2 separate regions of the Dromaius novaehollandiae genome follow, and region 1 is linked to region 2. A link is a contact called in public Hi-C data. All regions are on one chromosome and are shown on one strand. The core of a region is the stretch at or near the end of the contact, and the rest is flanking DNA. Distances in the headings are between cores, read along the strand shown.

The links. Hi-C and Micro-C count contacts between places; a contact is called where the count stands out from the background.
Region 1: a Hi-C map of brain shows a contact between it and region 2, with 6 times the contacts expected there. The contact joins two enhancer-like sites. A contact is called at or near these places in 3 of 4 Hi-C or Micro-C datasets (brain, liver and ovary).

The regions. Positions count from the first base shown.
Region 1 is chr1:131,679,886-131,683,042 of bDroNov1.hap1, forward strand. The region is part of intron 26 of POLA1 (DNA polymerase alpha 1, catalytic subunit); the gene reads right to left. Among named protein-coding and RNA genes, the nearest start is that of POLA1, 39 kb to the right of the region's middle. Within about 2 kb of position 1,721, at least 1 of the 2 cell types and tissues checked has open chromatin away from gene starts, as enhancers often do.
Region 2 is chr1:131,464,062-131,467,041 of bDroNov1.hap1, forward strand. No RefSeq gene overlaps it. Among named protein-coding and RNA genes, the nearest start is that of ARX, 30 kb to the right of the region's middle. Within about 2 kb of position 1,645, at least 1 of the 2 cell types and tissues checked has open chromatin away from gene starts, as enhancers often do.

The DNA.
Region 1 (3,157 bases), core at 471-2,970, 220 kb after region 2:
TTTCAGAAGCCAATTACAATAGATGGCCATTAACCTGCTTACCTACCCTTGTTTAATTTTTTTAAAATGAGCTCATCTTTCTCCACTTCATCTTTCTCCTCCCTCATCTATTCTTTTCCCAGATCGTAGCTTTTATTCTTTCCTTTTGACTGTCAGGGCCTTAAACTAATTATTAATTGAGAATGTATCTAAGGATCCAAATGAGGAAGCTGGAATTAACCCAATTGTCTTTTTGCCCCTTTTATTTTGCATACTGTAACATTGTATCTACCACTAAGTAGTGCTGAAAATAGTAAAGGTGTGATTTTCCTTTTAGAAGCATCTTAGTTTAGTTCTCTTACTACTTGGGCAAAAAATTGGAACAACAGAAAACAACGTAGAAGAAATGAAGTACCTGGAAAAAGCATCAGTTTTGAACAGCCGTTGGCAACCAAGCTGAGTACAGAAAAAAATCTCTCAGCAACTCTGTCATCCTGTAAGAAAATACTGCAGGAAAGGGCATCCTGAATTTGGGAAATCAGACAAGAGACACTTCATCAAAAGGGCTGCCTTTTAAAGAGGCTAGAAAGACATGACCTTACACTGCCTGCTGGTGCAGAGCTGGCTGGTTGTACAGCACCAACTCATCTTGTTTCCAGTTGTTAAATTACATTAAAAGGACAGCTAAAAATATATTAAATATTTTCCTATTACTTTTCCATGCAAGCAACTGCTGTAGTTAAAACAAGAGCAATGTCCAGGCGAACTCTTAGTAACACCAAGGAGAAAAAATAAATAAATAAATAAAGAGAATCTTTCTAATGCATTCCAGATCGATAATGTAATATTTGGATTCCAAAAACTGTAAAGAAACCTTTTGTTTAAAATAAAATTTATTGTTAGAACAAGAACCGATGTGTTTCTAATGATCAGAATTAGCAAATATTTATGTTTTTCAAAAAGGACAAATAGATCTGATGTATAGTTTTAACTCCCTCCCATTCTAATTTTTTGCCAATTTTTTTCCTTTCAAAATACATTAAACTCAACCAGTCTACCTGTGATATATAATATACTGAATTAAGACAAATTTCACACAGATATTCCCTGTCTTCCCTTTCAGAGGTTACTCACAACTGAAAAAAAAAAATAAACAAGGAGGACGCGTTTGAAAAAACGTACAGTCAATCTTTAAAACACTTGACAAAAATGAAAGTCTTAATTGATTAATGATCTCAAGGTCTCTATCGCCATCTAGTGAAAAATCACCATCATTACTACACTATACACATAAATTACCTCATTTACTGGAATCGCACACACTAATTTCTCTGCAGGATCCAGCCTGCCTATGACCAGAGCTGTAAGACTGCAAAGTTTCTGCTGCATGTCTTAAGGTAAACCAAGGTCAATCACCATCACATATCTCACTAAGGTTAACCAAAGAGATCTGAGCTCTTATGGGAAACTTTGTCAATGGCTTACGGATTTCACACTCTGTCCTACAGCTATGTTCTGACACAAATAGCATCCTTTCTATATCATATTTAATACTTCTCCCATTAAAATGAAGTAAACATATTATACACAAGCACAGTTTTAAACAAATGACAATGTGTCATTTTACAAGAAGCAGTGTGTCACATTACAAGAATTTTTAGTCAACATACGGAAATCCATGGTAGTTCCGCTACTTCTAGTGCGTTGCCATAACCAAACCTGCATCTCACAAACAGGAGTTAAAGTCCACAAGAGGCAATATAGAGCATCCAGCATCACATGCTTTCAGTTCACTTTTCCTCCAACTTCAGCTAAGGGATTCTCAGTCACAAAGTTAGAAAGCAGACAACTTACAGAAGTTATCAAAACTCATTTTCACTCAGGTACGCTGAAGTTAACAATACAATCATCTTCAACAAGAACTTCTTTAACTTGAAAGGTATATTCCCCGCTTTAATTTTTTTCTGCTAAGACTTATGATTGAACTGTAATTGTGTCAGTGTAAGAAAACATTAATTTCACTTTTCATCCCATACAGTACTTTTCCCCCCTTAGACACCTACATCAGAGACACCTGCAAGCCTACCTGCATTTATCCAGATTTTCTCCACAACAATATTGCATACCACTTTTTTCTTTTTGAAAATGTATTAATCTTTGACCATCAGAAAAGCCTGTATCAATTTATATTAACATTTTTCTGTAATTATTTTTTTATTCACCCTCTTCACACAAAGAGACCAAATCTCCTGACACTTAATGTTCCTCTATTTTACATTAGCTTTCAGTGTTCACTGGAAACATATGAATGGAAAGATTAATGTAAGGAAGGGTTTAAATTACTATTTTTCTAGATACAATATTCCAACTCACAAAACCAGATAACTGAACTGCCTTGTATCATCTTTTATGGCAAAAACTACTTAAGAAATGAGGAACTAACAAAGCTATATCTGTTAACTGATGACATGCCTAAGCCCACAAGTTTTCAGAATACGGCATATTCAATGTATTTCATCAGAATCTGTCACATTTACACAGAAACACAAAATTACAGAACAGTCTGAACACTTTTCAAGCTTTCCAAAAGTTTGTTATCTCCATAGTATCCAGAGTAATGAGTACTAATCTACCCCAAATAATAAACTACATATGCAATCCAAAAGTATTTTTCCTTTTTAATACAAAGGCCAAAAGCTCAAGTATCCATACAATACCTAGTTTGTGACAGGTGTTCTATATATCTAATGAAAATCTTCAAGTTTCAAACAAATTCACGACTTGTGAAATATTGCTAGAAAAATTACAATTTGTAACTTATAATCATGATCACAGGTTGCTTTTCATGCCAGCCTTGTAGATAAGCACACCAGGATCTTAAAAACAAAAAAATACAAAAAAACCAAAACCATTTCCTTAAAGGAAACATCAACATCTGAATTCACATGCACACATAACCCATTCGCAGTTACTTTTTGAAGCTGGAAATGATTTCCTAGTTAAACATGTGTGTAAAGTTAAACACAGCATCTAGGGAAATCCTGGGAGGACAGCAAAAGAGGGTTGTCTTTAGAGAACAGTTTATATGGGAAGACTTAGAAAAATAACGACACATTATCAGAAACAAAATGCCCCTATGCACATCAGCTGCAAGTTGTGAATGGACCTTCAGTGCATT
Region 2 (2,980 bases), core at 395-2,894:
TCCCCAAATAACCAATTCATGGGTTAGAAGGCCATCACACAGATCCAAACACCTCCCTGAATAAAGTCTCAGAGGTAAGAAGGAACTTTAAACCAGGTTTGCTATTTGCAGCTGAAAAAAAATTGGGTACTTGCAAGCTGGCCACTTAGAAAACCAACTTTCACCCATTCCACCTTCACATCCTTGCTTAATATATGGGTATTTCATCCGTAAAATTATTTCAGACACTCGCAAAGTGGCCCTAATGTAACCATCTTCGCTCATCCTCCCTCCCCGCCGCTCCTCCGAGAAGCCTGCTGCGCTACTGCCAGGCTATTAACATTCCTCCAAAGTCATGGAAATGCTAGGATGTACCTGGTGCATTCAGAAACCCAGCAGGTGCTTTCTGCAGGTACTCTGCATCCAAGCAATGCCAGGAAGCAGTCATAAAGTTAACGCCATAGTAAGCTATGTAATTTTTAGATAACAGCTACTTACATAAGTACAGAAATTGCTACATTTTATATCTACAGATTGCTCACATTCCAATTATGGACCAAGACCCAGTGCATGCAAATAATTAGTATTTAGGAGTAACACATTATTTTATTCCCCCACATGCCACTCGGTGATCTGAAAATGGTGGTCGATTCCTAAGTTACTTTGCATGTGTCAGTGCGATTTCCCTCCCCCAGTCGCTGAAGTTTCTGGAGCATGTAAGTAATGTTATACTGTTACGAGGGTCTGTAAATTGTGTCCAGGGAGTTTCCCATGCAATTTTCACACTTATTATGTGGTTAGTTTATTTATACACCGGTATCGTTCAGCAAATTGCACGGAGACTACGTAGGGAGGCTGCGGCTTAAAAATACGCCCGTGCGCCTCGTGGCAGGCCCAGGTGTCAGGCGTGATCCTTTAACGCCAGGGAAAGCCGGCGACTACCTGACATGAAGGCCGAGCACAGCGATGCCAATTAATGTCACCGTTAAATCTTTTCGTGAGACTGATGCATGTGCAGCGGCGGCTTTTTAACACTCCGTTCGGGGGGCTCCAGGCGGCGGCGGCGGTGCCGGCGGTGGGACGCCCTTTGCCCGCGGCGCCGGGGCGCAGCCCCGCCGGCTCGGCCCCCGCGGGCGGAGGCCCGGGGCAGCGGCACGGCCGCCTCCGGCCGCCGGGGGGCAGCGCGAGATCGCCCAAAAGCCGCCGCCGTCGCCGCGATCCCGTCGCCGCGATCCCGCCGCCGCGCCGCTCGGCCCGGTCTGGCCCGGCCCGGCTCGGCCCGGCTCGGCTGGGCTCGGTTCGGCCCGGCCCGGCTCCTCACGACTCAGCCTGGCTCTACCCGAATCAGCCCTGCCCGGCTCGGCTCGGCACAACTCAGCCCGGCTCGGCTCGGCCCCCTCTGTGCCTGCCGTGTGGTGCAAAGCCCGCATCGCCCAGCCGGGGAAGCTGCCCCGTTTATTTATTTAAGAAGCTTTCACCTAGGAGCACTGATCAAAGCTAATGCTAAATAAATGTCTCCCTATAATAGACTGATTCTTCTAAGCTTGACACTGGGAATTGGGATTTCCCAAAGCTATTAGCACATAGCAGTAGGCACTCCAGACCAGCCAAGAACAAGGGATTAAGAGGTATTTGTCTAAACTAATTTCTGTCTGTATACCGGGTCTATAGAGACTGGTGTTACTCTGCTGGAATTGTGCAACACTGCTAATTGGCTACAAATTTCACAGTGGCAGGGCTCCCACCGGAGGCTGCAATGTATTCATTACACATGTTCTCTCCTCAAATGTGCGCCTGCATTAGGCGCCCGAGGCCAGGGATTCCCTGCACCACCTTTGCCCAGCTCAGAAGCTACCCCCGATATCTTTGTCTCCTTTTTGTGACTCGCTCCAAGGCACGCCGGATCAGGAACATCAGTTTGGGAAAAGTGAACACTCTGTCACCTGTGCCTGGGGAGCTACCAGTGCCTGCGCACCTTGTGAGGAAGCAAGCCAACCGAGTAAAATAGTAATAATAACTGGATGAATTTAGTACAGGATCCTCAAACTTTTATTTACGTGAATGACCTCTCAGGATGGATGTTGGCTTGTTATACTGCCACTCACATCCTTTCCGGAATAAAAGAAAAAAGATGAAAAGCTGCAATAGTATCTGCAAATTCATGACAGCTGCTCATTTTTGTAGAAATGTTGCTTGGCCATTCCTGGAACTAGGAATTTTATATTCCCTACATTGAGCCTTCCTTGCCCTCATCCTCCCTCCAGGCGGGTTTATCTTGACTTCACTGTTTGCTTGTTTACAGCCTTAGTGCACTCTACAACTAAGAGTAGTTAAGTTTGTATCATGCAGACATCTGACCAAGGGGAAGCCACTGTTGATAGAAAATTGATTCTGTGACAACCAGGAGTTTATTCCTCACCCTCAAGTAGACTGTTAACAGGATTTTTCATGCTAGATACCTTACTGCTCACCTACCATTACGCTATTGTTTCTTTCTGGAGGGAAAGCAGCAGTCTCCCAGCAGGACCGTTCAGCAGTGGATGAAGGCCTCAGTTTCCACAATCGACTTTGACACCCTCAAAATAGGAAAGGAAAAGGAATCTCAATTTTGAAAAATTGAAAAAAAAATCAAAATTTCAAAGGAAATCTAAGCATCCATATGAATCAGACAGGACCTCAGTGTCCTGGTCTTTCAGAGTTATCTTCCCAAGATGAAGCATTGCATCAATATTGCCTTCAGCAGTAAGATCATCATGAAGTTGTGATGTCATCTACTCTAGCTCAGTCGTCTGGAAACCCATGGTAGTAAGAGATTTTAAAAATAGCCATGAGACTTTCAGATCATGTCACTCTTGCTAACACTAGAATCACAAACAAGGATGCTGTTCTTCATGAGTTGTTTTTGGTTTCCATTCTCAAAATGTAAGGATACAATTTGTAGTCTGTGATTTCTTGATTTCAGCATCTTAAAATGCCTCATCTGTAACATATACCTATAAAA